Linked DNA regions of Mus musculus: regions 1 and 3 are each linked to region 2. The links are chromatin contacts, called in public promoter capture Hi-C maps. All regions are on one chromosome and are shown on one strand. Each heading gives the region's core, a stretch centred on a gene start, on an enhancer-like site or on the middle of the called end of the contact. The rest is flanking DNA. Distances are from core to core; before and after follow the strand shown.

Region 1 (4,145 bases), core at 32-2,531, 3.8 Mb after region 2:
ATGCGCACCTGCAAATTAATCTCTCGTGTACAGGCGGGGAATAATACAGTCAGTGCCTACGTCTTAAAAGTTTCTGTGAGGGTATTACTAAGATAAAACTCATTATTTAATGTATTTAACAAGGTACCTGGAATACCACACTTACTGGCTAGGATGCAAAACCCACACACACATACACACTAAAAGCCTGCCTTCTTAACTGAAAAGGATTTCCTGGGCCACTGCAGTTATAAACCCATGTTTAATTCTGAAAGTCCAAGAAGACCTTAAATTCAAGGGTAAGATTTAAATTCATAATATCTACTATCTTCCTTTGCCAGCCACCACCTACGTCTGCAAAAAGTCCAGAGAATAATCACTCTGCGGTGACCTAACTTCATAAACCAGCCCGATAGTTGCATTGCTCTAGAGACTCATGACAGCGATAATCTATTCTGACAAAACGCCCCTTGCCCCTCAACTGGTGTTTCTCGGGCGCCCTACGGATGGATAACCACTAGTATACAGAACCCTTGGCTGTAGCAAATGGCCTCTCAAAGCTTCCCGCTATCAGTGAGTCAAGGAGCAGCGTCATCAGGCCCAGAGGCAAACAACAGCTGCGCACAGCTGTGCTGGGTGACCGCTTTGGTTACCCGCCCGACCCCATTCACCTCCTAAGAAACAGAAAAATAGACAAGCGCCATCCACAGATCTCCACGGCGCACACAGTGTGGCCTACGAGCAGCTAAGGTTGACCCCGAAACCTCATTCCTAGGGAGCAAGGGTCAAAGGTGACCCCGAGTGACCCAGCAGGCCCTAGCGGCACAAGAAGGTTAACGACCCTCTTGTGCCGTTTTTTTCCCAGCGGCGAGAAGCCTCCACCAGCTGCCGGAAGTATGTCACCCCGACTGCGGGGATGGCGGGAGTTGTAGTTAACTGGCTATATCTCTTGCAATAATAGTTCAGTTTTATCAAACAAGTAAACACCCTGAGGCTCTGCAAAACGAACGCGCTGCTCGCTTTCTGCCAAGTTCTTAAAAAAATCCTGGTTTCCCCTGCTCCGCAGGACGCGTTCGTGCCCCGCGCAAGCGCAGGCTCGGACTACACATCCCAGCGTGCCTTGCGGCGCTCCCGCCGCGCCCGGCTGTAGTCGTTGGTGTGGGCCGCGTGAATGGAGCTCCGCGCGTGAGGCAGCGCCTGGCACGGCCCGCGCCAGCGCCTGTCTGGGCCCCGGAGCGTGAGTGCGGGTAGCGGCCGTGCGCGTGCGCACTCGCCTTCGCGCGCGGGCAAGCGCCCGACCATTGGCGCGCTAAGCGGGCGACCGTGCAAGGCGGCCCCGCGCGCCCCGCTGGCCGGTTGTTGCGGGGAGGTCTCCCGCCTGGCGCGGGGGTCCGCGCGGGTAGCCGTGGCGGCCGCCGGAGACCGCAAGGGGCGGCGCAGAGGCGGAACGGGCCGGCCGCGAGCCGCGCAGGAAGCGCCAAGCATGCCCCGCGACAACATGGCCTCCCTGATCCAGCGCATCGCTCGCCAGGCGTGTCTCACCTTCCGCGGCAGCTCGACGGGCTCCGAAGGGCCGGCGCCGGGCTTCCCGGAGAACCTGAGCCTGCTCAAGAGCCTGCTGACCCAGGTGCGCGCCGAGGACCTCAACATCGCGCCGCGCAAGGCGCTGCCGCAGCCGCTGCCCCGCAACCTCCCGCCGGTCACCTACATGCACATCTACGAGACGGAGGGCTTCAGCCTGGGCGTGTTCCTGCTCAAGAGCGGCACGTGCATCCCGCTGCACGACCACCCGGGCATGCACGGTATGCTCAAGGTGCTGTACGGCACGGTCCGCATCAGCTGCATGGACAAGCTGGACACGGGGGCCGGGCATCGGCGGCCGCCGCCAGAGCAGCAGTTCGAGCCCCCGCTGCAGCCCTTGGAGCGGGAGGCCGTGCGACCGGGCGTGCTGCGTTCCCGGGCCGAGTACACCGAGGCCAGTGGGCCCTGCGTGCTCACTCCACACCGGGACAACCTGCACCAGATTGATGCCGTGGACGGGCCAGCTGCCTTCCTGGACATCCTGGCCCCACCCTACGACCCGGAGGACGGCCGGGACTGCCACTATTACCGTGTAGTGGAGCCCATCAGACCCAAGGAGGCTTCCGGCTCTGCCTGCGACCTTCCCCGAGAAGTGTGGCTCCTGGAGACACCACAGGCCGACGACTTCTGGTGCGAGGGAGAGCCCTATCCAGGCCCCAAGGTCCTACCTTGAAGCTCCTGCCGCCCGGGGAACTGTGGGCCAAAGATGTACCCTGCCCTGCTCAAGAAAGGCCTGGCTGCCCTCTATCTTCCATAAGGGCTCTTCTCTCCGCCCCCTCGCCTGGACGATGGATTTACTGGAGTGACCAGCGCCACATCTTGAGGAACCTTGGGGAACACGGCCCACTGGAGTACAGCCACCACCGGGCACGGTTATGGGGGCGGGTGGGCGGAAGGCTAGGTTGATTCCTGGTATCCTCAGTGCCACCAAGGCTTTGATTTAAGGGAACCGGGCAGGGACCCTAAAGCGCTTCCATCCTAAAGCCATAATGAAACCATTTTTGTTTCTCATTCTCTACAAAATACACTAAGTAGTTTTGAATCCCTCTTCCCTTCGGTGACTCAGATTTGTTTTCTCTCCTGCCCACGATTGCTCCTTAATAGTTTAATTTATTACTGATTGTGCATGACCTTGAATTGTTCTTGTTTTCTTTTTTTTTTTTTTTTTTTTTTTTTTAGTTATTCGTTTGGTTAAAACACACACACAAACTACTCAGCATCTAAAGTGAGGAGTTCTGAAAAGACATCTTTCTAGCACTGGGGTTCACCCTCATAACTGTGCGTGTTGAGGACGATGTCTTTCCTCCCCTGGCTTGGTAGCCACTTCTGGTGTACTCAGGTAACCTTTAGTAAGAAGGTCACATACGCGAATTCTCTTGTCAGGCCCTTAAAGCTCGTCTTTCCCTTGGGTCTCAAGATCTGTCGTTTAAACAAATTTTTTTGTTGCTATTGGGGATTTGCCTTTAAAGCAAAGACGATTATTATCCTCAGCTGACTTTTTCCTTGACGTGCTTCAAAGATGATACAATAATTATGTGTTTTCTAACCAGACGATTCCGAGGAGCGGAATCTGCTATGCTTCCAAATAACTGAATGTAAAGGCCCTGGCCACCTGTTGAATTCCATACTCGTATTTACTTCCAGCTTCTTCCTAGGAAAGAAGAGAAAGATACTCTTGACTGTTTGTTGTTGTTGTTGTTGTTGTTGTTGTTGGTTTTGTTCTGTTTTGGTTTTTTGTTTTTGTTTTTTTGCGTTCTCTGTGGAGGGAGCCTGCAGAGGAGCTGTGTGGTTCCAGCTGTGCTGCCGGGAGATAGCCTCCCAGCACTCCCTTAAACAAGAGCCAGTGCTGCCTACTACTGCCTTCTCTTGCAGGAAGAGGTAGAGAGCATGTAGTACCCTGGGAGGGGCTCTGGAAGTAGGCTGCTGGCTAAGCAGGCAAGAAGCCCTGGGCTCAATCCTCAGTACCACATAAACCAAGTGTAGCACACAGCATTTAGGAAATATAGGCAGGAGGATCAGAAGTCAAGGTCAGACTTGGCTACATAGTGAATTTGAGCGGAACCGTGGATGCATAAGACACCATCATATAAATGTGTGTGTATACATAACATATGAATATGTATATATACACATATACATATGTATGTACACACACACATATGAAATGGATACATGGAATAGATGCTTGAGAATTTAGCCATTTAGGGCACCAAGATTGGAGACTAAACCCTATGCCAACACTGCAGCAAACCCTAGCGCTGCTGCAGTATTATGGCTGGCGGAGGCTCAGCCCCTTTACCATGTTTACAGACGTGTCTATCGATTCTGACCATGGACCACCAGTTTCCCCTGTTTACTATGTGTAGGGTTCCTTTTTATCACAGGCCTTTTCATAAAGACAAACTGTAGAAATCAGATGTGCCCAGCTGTCTTCTAAGCTCTCTTGATGGCTCATGTGGCAATAGAATATACTAATATCGGCAATAAATGGAGACTTACTGTCATGAGTGACAAATGTTTGTTGACCTGGCAGGGAAACAAACTGCTTTTGGCTCCATGTATCCAGGATACACATCCAGGCTGAA
Region 2 (4,696 bases), core at 710-3,209:
CTGGTGGAAACAGAGTAACACAGTTCCTGCTGCTGGTACAGGGCCCTGGTGTGAGCCTCCAGATGTTGCTGAGCCCTTCGTGGAAAGTGTCCAGTGTCTTCTGTGGGCATAAGGCTTGTTTGTGTAATAAATAATGTACATGTTTTCACATCCCTTCAGGGAATGTCCTCTCTCTTAAGGATAATGACTCCATGATAATCTAAGACAGCATGAGTATTACAGGAGGCAAAGGTGTGGCTAATGTTTCAGCAAAATGGTAAACCCAGGACCTTCAGGATGCAATATGAATTATGAGGGGCTTCAGGACTCTAAAGGAGCAAAGACAACTGCACTAATGAGCCAGCTTGTCAGAAAGATACAAAGACAGGCAGATTCCTGAGTTCAAGTTCAGCCTGGGGCACAGCAAATCCAAGCTCAGGTAGAAATGGTCTTTTCAGGAGATCCACCCAGCTAGCTGATCCCACCCAGCTAGCTTAGCAACCGTGTGTAACACAGCAGGCAGATCTCGGAATTCTTTTGCAATGTTAAAAGAAAACATGTGCTTGCTGTTTTCCTAAGAATCAAAGGGGTGGGGTCAGGGGATGCTGATTCATAGGATAATCAAAAGAGAACCTGGAATAAATAATTGAATTGAGGTGTAAATTTAAAAAGAAAAATGAAAAAAAAAAAAAAAACAAACCAGGACTTTTGAGCTAGCAGACAGCAATAACAGTTCTTTAGAATTTCCTCTAAGCGGGGCGTGGTGGCGCACGCCTTTAATCCCAGCACTTGGGAGGCAGAGGCAGGCGGATTTCTGAGTTCGAGGCCAGCCTGGTCTACAAAGTGAGTGCCAGGACAGCCAGGGCTATACAGAGAAACCCTGTCTCAAAAAACCAAAAGAAAAAAAAAAAATAGAATTTCCTCTAAGGAGAGCAGAGCTGTATGGAGATCTCTGGAGATCGAAAACAGCTCTTCAAGAATATTTTCTTGAGAGAATTTCCGACTTGGTTTGAAGATCCAATAATTTTTTGTAGCAGTTTTTCCTGATAGCTTCTAGTTTTACTAGCAGAGAAAGCTATCTCAATCAGAATTTGTAAAATAGCAAGAAAATCTGTCTACATCAGAGCAGAACACAGAGAGAAAAAGAGAGAGAGACAGACTGAAGGAGGGAAAGAGGGCGGGCAATTTGGAAAGCCATCTTAGCAGAACCAAGGCCGCCAGCTTGGACCCAAGTCGTTTGTTTTCGCCGCTCCCAGGCACCCCTTCTCTCAGAACCCCTCTCCATGCAGAAGCTGGTCCTAGGCATCTAAGCCACTGCAGCCTTCTAAATCGTTTTTCTAAGTGGACAGTCTACTTATGTTTATTTATTCATGGCAATGCTGGGAATTGAAGGCAGAGTGTTGTGCATGTTGGGCAAACACCATACCGTTGTGAAAGCAGAGAGCCGCTGAGCTGCTTCACCAGCCGAAGCAAGTTGTTTTTGTTTTTGTCTTTCTGGGACTTTCTGGATGCATGAGTGGCAGGGTCAGAGGCTGAAGGGATGGAGGCCCAATGTGGCTAGAGGAAGCTCTAGACACAGCTCCATCGATGCCCGTGTGCCTGCACTGGCATCCTAAGGCAAAATCTGTCTTTGCGGGACCCACAGTGGAGCTGGTCAGATTTGCAGGACCCACAGCTGAGCTGGCCACACCTTGTGTAACTTATTACCAAAAGTCAAAGGATCGGCAGGCCATCGGCCGACAGTCCTGCAGGTACTTGTCCTGAGTCACCTGAAACGCTCTCAACTGGACCGACGGTAAAACCCGGCCTGGATAGGCTCGCCCGGGCGGCGCAGACGCAGTCACCGCCTTGGCGCCTAAGGCTATCCCGCGGTTGTCAAATCCTCACCCGTCTGCCGGGTTGGACCAGCTGCGCATGCGCGACTCTACCGGCGCGCCGGCACACGCGCTCCCAGCTTGCCGCGGCGCCTGCGCAGTGGCAGTGAGTGGGCCCCGAGGTCGCGTCTTGCCCAAGTCTCCGCGGTCCCCAGCGCTCGCTCGCGCGGTCCTGCCACGGCCTTCCTGCTGCCCGCGCCATGGGCCTCAGCTCCAACTCCGCTGTGCGAGGTGAGCCGCCCGCGGCCGGTCCCCGCCACCCTTATCCGGACTGTCACCTTGACCAGCACAAGGGCAGGCGCAGGCCTGCGGAGCGCTCGGGGGATGCTGGTGCGGGCCGGCATCCCGGCCCTGGACCACTTCCCGGGCCAGCCACGCTGTGAGCAACCAAGATAGCGGGGCGCAGTCCACCCCAAAACGCTCCTGCGCTTCCTGAGACCCTGACACCGGGGACTGGTCACGTCGTAGGTGTTTTGCTTTTGCTGGCTTTGTAATTCTAGGTAAAGAAACCCAATCCAAGGTCTTCAATTTCCAAGTTTCTTTCGTACTTTGCATCCGGCCGCTGGTGACAGTGGTCTGAGAAACCACTGAAAATGGCCTTTTTCCCTAGCGTTGAAAACAGAAGTTTGTAGAAATCTGACTAGAATTGAATTTGTGAAACTTGGCTAGTGTAAAGTCCCTGGTGATCAACTGTTAAAATTACTACAACCTGTGCGATATGCGTGACTGACTGCCCCGATATAAAAACGCCACACCCCAGGGTTTGGTTACTTCTAACCTTTAGTTGAGTAAAAGTAAAAAAATTAAATTACAGTGAGCCCCACTGATTCATTCAGCAAATAGGGATCGTCTATACTGCTCGGTTCTGTAACTATCCCTAACGTGACCAGTCCCCAACGTCAGGGTGTCAGGAAGGACGGGGGTTTTGGGGGGTGAACCGTGCCTCTCTAGCCTGGTTGCCCACAGGGTGACTGACTGGGGAAGTGGGACCTTAGTTTTGTAGTAGGTTGGTTCTATATACTGGAAAGTTCTACTTAATATCGACGAAACTGACTGGGCAGATAGGGAGAACAAGTTTTTTATTTTATTTTCTTAACATTTATTTGTGTGAGTGTGTCTGTACCTAGTGCCATGGCTTGTGTGGAAGTGAATAGATAACTTGTAGGAGCGGATTCTCTTCCACCCTGTGAGTCCCAGGGATCAAACCCAGGTCATCCATCTTGACAGCAGGCACCTTTTCCCACTGAGCCATCATGCTAAAGCCCATGCAGATAGTTTAAAAATACTACAGACAAAAAGAAATGATTCTCTGCAAACTTTATTTTAAAGGGTAGCCATTTGGGGACTCCTTTAAATGCATCCACTTTGGTGAACTTAAGTTTTCTTCGTGGTTTTTAAAAATCTGTTTTGTTTGTCTTTTTGAGACATGATCTCTATAGCCCAAGCTAACCTTGAAATCCTCTTGTATCAACCTCTGCAGTGCTGAACCTATATAGGCCTGCCATCACACCTGGAAAAACAGTGTTCTTGGTAATAAGACGGTTGCATAAAATAAAATGCTCACATGATTTGTGGTGCAGTTGTTTTAATTTCGTAGGAACACTTGTATGTGGGTGAGGTTGGGCAAAAAGATTGCAAAATGTGTTTTTGTTTGAAATCTGGGCTCATATTTCGTAAGCAGACACTAGGTCCTGATTTAGATAATGGAGCTATTAAAGACAAAGGAGGTGAGCCCCAAGAACTAGTCACACTTTGCAGGCTAGTCTTTCCTGCAGCCAAAAGGTAAGGGTTTAATTTGCCTTAATTTGTGGGCACAGGGAAGCTCAAAAGTGACTTTTCATTAGTCTTTTATTATCTAAGAAATATGAAACTTCTTGGTGAAGACCCTCAGTTGGCTTCAACTTGAAGTACTCACCTTTGTTGTGCTGGAAAACTTTTTTTTTTTTTTTTTTTTTTTTGGTTTTTCGAGACAGGGTTTCTCTGTGCCATCCTGGCTGTCCTGGAACTCACTCTGTAGACCAGGCTGGCCTCGAACTCAGAAATCCACCTGCCTCTGCCTCCCAAGTGCTGGGATTACAGACATGCATAACCACTGCCCGGCAACTTATTTTTTTTTTTTTAGTTATGAAAAACATAGAGATCATTATGAAGACTATACGGAGAGTCCTAAAGGTTTTACAAGTCTTTTCTACCAACCTCTTCCAACTCAGAGTTGGGTTATAGAATGCCTTGCAAATACACCCTCCCCCCAGCTCCCACTTTGCTTTTAAAGATTTACTTACCTTTGTGTGTGTGGGTGTTCTGCCTGCTTGTATGTTGGTGTGTCCTGTGCATGAAGTGCCCACCAAGGCCAGAAGGGGGTGTCAGTCAGTAATCCTGGAACTGCTGTTAGACCTGAATGTGGGGGATGGATGAACCCTGGTCCCCTGGAAAAGCAACCCATGCTCTTAAGTACTGAGGCCTCTCCCCAGCCCCTGCTATATGCATTTTAATGTTTGCCTCTTGTGTCTTGTAAAACTGTTGTGGTTTGTTTATTTATCTTTCTTACATAGAGCCTCATGCAGCCCGGGTTACTTTTCACTTGCGGAATAGCAGATGAACGCCCGATCCTCCTGCCCCTGCCTCTTGGGTGCTGGAATTATAGGTGTGCAATATCACACCAATTTTATCTGAGGATTGAACTCTGTGCTTTGTGCCAGCAAAGCAAGCAAGCAGTGTGCCAATTGAAACACATCCAGGACCCCCCTTCCCCCGCCGTTGCATTCCTATTTGTATTTAGTTGAAAGCTAAAGTATTGACTTACAGCAAGGTGTGGTTGCAAACACCTGCTATCCCAGCCCTCT
Region 3 (4,339 bases), core at 1,515-4,014, 3.1 Mb after region 2:
AATGCAAATATTCAGAAATATTCAGAGCTGGGTTTGGAAGACCTTATCAGGGAGATTAAAGCAGCGCAGCCTAGTGTAGTGCCTACCTTCAAGAGACATAGAAGAAGGGTTCTAATTAGGTGAAGTCATTTACAGACACTTAAAGACTACCCAAGTTGCTCAAATGCTGTGGAAAGCTGTGTGTTTTTTAAGAGAGGTTTAATACACAATCCAGGGATGCCCTCAGGCACTGTGTCGAGGTTTCCTGCATAAATGCAGCCGCCTTGGTCAGGCAGGAAACTGACTCATAGATGATCTCAAAGAAAAATCTTGTCAAAATACAGCAACTCAAGTTTTTTTAATATATCATCTTTTGAATTGAATGTATATATTTACACTAACAGGACAGAGGCTACCAGAAGCCCGAGGCAGCTCATGAATATTTTTTTTAAATATGTAAAATGCCCTTCAGTCAAATCCATTCATATGTTAAAAATGAACAAAATGGGTTATTCTAATCAAACGTCTGCAGCGTGCACCATAAAGTTAAAAAGAGAGGGCGAAAGGGCTGTAATTTCTCTCTCTAACCCATGTTTATGAAATGGTAAGATCAGATGAAATTTCAAGGAAGATAATTAAGGAGTGATGTGCAGGTCATAATTTGGCTAATGCAAAAGATGGAAGACTGTAAATTGGTACACTGTCCTCCCCCACGGTGCAGAGTTGGAATATTACTTTAAATTATTAAAATAGCTTTTCGACAGCTTCCAGAATACGGGCTTTTTGGCATGGGCTTTTATTACTTATTGTAATTGGAGGATCTGCCATTTTCTTTCGTTTATCTCTGTGTATATAGAAACAAGATACATCTTGCCTTTTTTATGACTTCTCCATGTTCTGAATCAAAAAAATGTGTTTTAGATAATGTTAAGCGCCCTAATTCTTACTGCAGCGGAGGCAGACGTTATGGAAAAAAAGCGTCAAAACACACACAGAGGGTCCTTCCACCGCCAGATCACCGAAGATGAGGCGTTTGTGCTCTGCTGGGTGTATTAACTTCAGCCATGTGAATATAATTTTCATTAAAGTAATCCTGTCTCAACTCGATGCTGCGGGTAGAGGTGAAACGTTGCGAAAGCGTTAAAAATAGCTTGCTAGTAATTTCAACATCCTGTAATTTTATCGCGGATCGAGTTTCAACTGTCGTACTATACAAACCTTATCCCCCATATAGTACATGTTTACTTTTTTAGCCTGCCAGACCCACTCTGGAAAGATTGGTGCCAATATAATAAAATCGCTGGGGGGTTGGGGAGGGGTGCTGGAAAGAGTGGGAGGAGAGCCGGGAAGGGGTGGAGGAAGCGAGTACACCATTTTACATCAATGCTGCGAAAATGCAAGCGAGCCAGGCGGAGGACCGGCAGCTGGGTCGCAGCGAGCGAGGGTTTTGCAGTCCCTGCCTGTTCCTTGTTCTGTGGCTCTTAAGTTTCTCTGTTTGCATAATAGCCGTGCATGCAAACCGCGCAATGCTCCAGGGCTCCAGAACAATAAATATACACATTTAAAACCTTTATTGTCTTACGTTGTGTTAACCACCCCCCACCTCCGTTTCCAACAGCTTAATTTCTGATGGTATTTAACTAGTTTGCAAATGGATTATTTTTTTCAGTTTCAAACTATTACCGAGAAAGCTCCCCCTCCCTTTTGGGAGGAGGGGGGCACGGGAAGGATTGGGGGTGGGGTAGAAGTCGGTATATTATTCCTGTAGCGCCGGGTTATATAAACACATTATCATTTGAGAGAGCCCTTGGCGTCCATCAGCATTGTAAACACGTACGAGTGTATATACTTCAAAATTAAAGAATGCACACGCAGAACCCAGAGCCCGAATTCATATTCCGAGCAGACTCGCGGCTCGCATGTATTGATTTATCATGCATGGTTTATTGTTCCTCTCCCTAAATGTAGTTGCTGTCCGTTCAATATTGTTGCAAAATCACGAGACGTGTGTGTACTGCTCACTTGTCTTTCTGCTCTTCTTCTTCCTTTTTTTCCCCCCTGCTGAGTATTTTTTTTTTGCGAAGCGAACAAATGCATTAATATTTATATGTTTATATAATCGATAACCCACTTTTCCCTTCCGTGTAAATAGGCATCAGAAGATAATTTAACAGATTAGTTCTCTCAAACATGGCAGTGAGGAAACGTAATTTAACTATCAAACAAATCTACATGTCTAATAACAGCAAATCTGCTAAGGAGCATTAGAAAGAGGAGCGGCGCCCCGGAATCTCTGCAGGAAATGTTCTTTATATTAGACATATACAAGCAGGTCCTGTCAGATGCACAACGCAGCTCGAGAGACTTGGTCTGCTCCAAAAATCTCAACCGACGTTACCCACAGACACGAGGAACTGAGAAGAGAAAGATACCCTCATTACTTGGTTTTAGGATGGGTTTCAATTTTTTTTTACATCTTCCTGTCTGCTTTTTGCCTTGATCCATTCTCTTCCCGCCGAGGTCGGACTTAGCCCTTCTCCCTATTTCGAATTTGATCAACCCATCTTTGGCAGCAAACCCACATCTTTTTTACAGGAGATGAAAATTGAGTCTTCGAGGAAATATTAGGATATATTTTCAATCATTTTGGTGCTGAGGGGGAGGCTAGAGCTTAGTTTTATATTGAGACATCACGCCGGCTGCAAGCAGAGAATGCTTTCCCCTGCCAGGACCTGATGCAATCCATTCAAGCCAACAAGTTTGGAGAGAATGTTGAGTTCAATCAATTCAGAACGTCGAGATGGAGCCCAACTCACTCCAGGTATTTCGCTCTCCTCCGCTCCTGCGGTCCCGGCGCCCCCCGGCACCCCCCAGCCCCCCAGCTCACCCACCCCCTCACACCCCCTCACACCCCCCACAAACTTTTTACCAAACTTTTACCCTCTGCATCCCCCCAAAATCATTTTTATTGTTTTTTTTAAAAATCCCTGCGCTGATCATACCTACATAATGTAATTTTATCGCCTCATATGGGGAACTGGGGAGGGGTGGTGGGGACCCGGAGGGCTTTTTTTTTCTTTTCTTTTCTTTCTTTCTTTCTTTTCTTTTCTTTTTCTTTCTTTCTTTTTTTTTTTTTAAGGGAGGCAGAAAATTAGTGGGTTTTGTAATATTTTTTCACCCAGCGTTCTATCTGTGGGCCGGTCTGTATTGAGAGTCTTGTGTGTTAATGTGCCTGGGAATAGATATTTGTGCTTGATGGCTACATTATTTACGTGGTGCTTTTTTTTTTCTCTCTCTCTCTCTCCCTCTCTCTCCCCCTCCTGCAGTGGGTCGGCTCACCGTGTGGCTTGCACGGACCTTATATTTTTTATAAGGCTTTTCAATTCCACCTTGAAGGCAAACCAAGAATCTTGTCCCTTGGCGACTTTTTCTTTGTAAGATGTACGCCAAAGGATCCGATTTGCATAGCGGAGCTCCAGCTGTTGTGGGAAGAAAGGACCAGCCGGCAACTTTTATCCAGCTCGAAACTTTATTTCCTCCCCGAAGACACTCCCCAGGGCAGAAATAGCGACCATGGCGAGGTGGTAAACCTATCTCTCCCTCTCTTCCTTCTTTATTATCTACCCCCCCCCTCCAGTAATGCGTATTATAAGGCAAGCTTGAAAATACTGTATTCAGTTCTGCGGTGAGCAGGATCCGCTCGTTTTTTAAAGGGGTAGCGCCACTAACTGGGGCTGGAGTATTTTACCATTGTCAGAGTTTGGCTGTCAGCTTTACAAAGACCGTCCAACTGCTGATTTTAGTCAAGATCAAATAACTTGTCAAGAAGGGTTTTGTTCCAGGGTGTGTGTGTGTGTGTGTGTGTGTGTGTGTGTGTGTGTGTGTGTGTTCGTTTAGCTACCTCTTCTTGAAGATTAATATCTCATGCTTTAATATACATATTTTAATGTACATATTTTTTGCTTTTTAATTTTTTTAATTTTTTTACTTCATGCCTGGCTCCTGGGCTGGGTAGCTTTCTTTTAGTGGGTTTTGATATTGTTCACGTTTTTTTTTTTTCTTTTAAGTATTTGATATGTTTAAGAGGGCGGAAATTACGAAACGGAGGCAGAATGAGATCAAAAGCAATTGAGTTGGCAAAGGCGTGTTGACTGAAGTGATAAATGACAGGTACTGGGATAATACATTCAAATAACTTGCGCATCTGCCCGGGCGGATTTCAAAGCGGTCGTGTAACCGGCACAAACACGTTCGGCATTAAGAACTATCTCGCGCCCACTCCCCCTCCTCCCGGAGCCATTTGATGTTCTGGTTTCCAGTGACTCCACGCGAAGTGGACGTCTTCCAGTAGGGTGTGGGG

The links. Promoter capture Hi-C pulls out the DNA fragments that hold promoters and counts their contacts.
Region 1: a contact with region 2 is called in a promoter capture Hi-C map of pre-B cells. The contact joins the promoter of Ado here to the promoter of Cisd1 in region 2. A contact is called at or near these places in 1 of 39 promoter capture datasets (pre-B cells) and 1 of 484 Hi-C or Micro-C datasets (muscle stem cells).
Region 3: a promoter capture Hi-C map of pre-B cells shows a contact between it and region 2. The contact joins the promoter of Arid5b here to the promoter of Cisd1 in region 2. A contact is called at or near these places in 1 of 39 promoter capture datasets (pre-B cells) and 1 of 484 Hi-C or Micro-C datasets (myeloid progenitors).

Annotation. Positions count from the first base shown.
Region 1 is chr10:67,546,091-67,550,235 of GRCm38.p6, reverse strand. It overlaps Ado (2-aminoethanethiol (cysteamine) dioxygenase), which reads left to right and starts at 1,281. Exons shown (of 1, transcript NM_001005419.2): 1 at 1,281-4,145. The coding sequence starts at 1,463. The coding sequence ends at 2,233.
Region 2 is chr10:71,342,112-71,346,807 of GRCm38.p6, reverse strand. It overlaps Cisd1 (CDGSH iron sulfur domain 1), which reads left to right and starts at 1,959. Exons shown (of 3, transcript NM_134007.4): 1 at 1,959-2,084. The coding sequence starts at 2,054.
Region 3 is chr10:68,277,151-68,281,489 of GRCm38.p6, reverse strand. Arid5b (AT rich interactive domain 5B (MRF1-like)) reads left to right here and starts at 2,764. Exons shown (of 10, transcript NM_023598.2): 1 at 2,764-2,800; 2 at 3,306-3,560. The coding sequence starts at 2,780.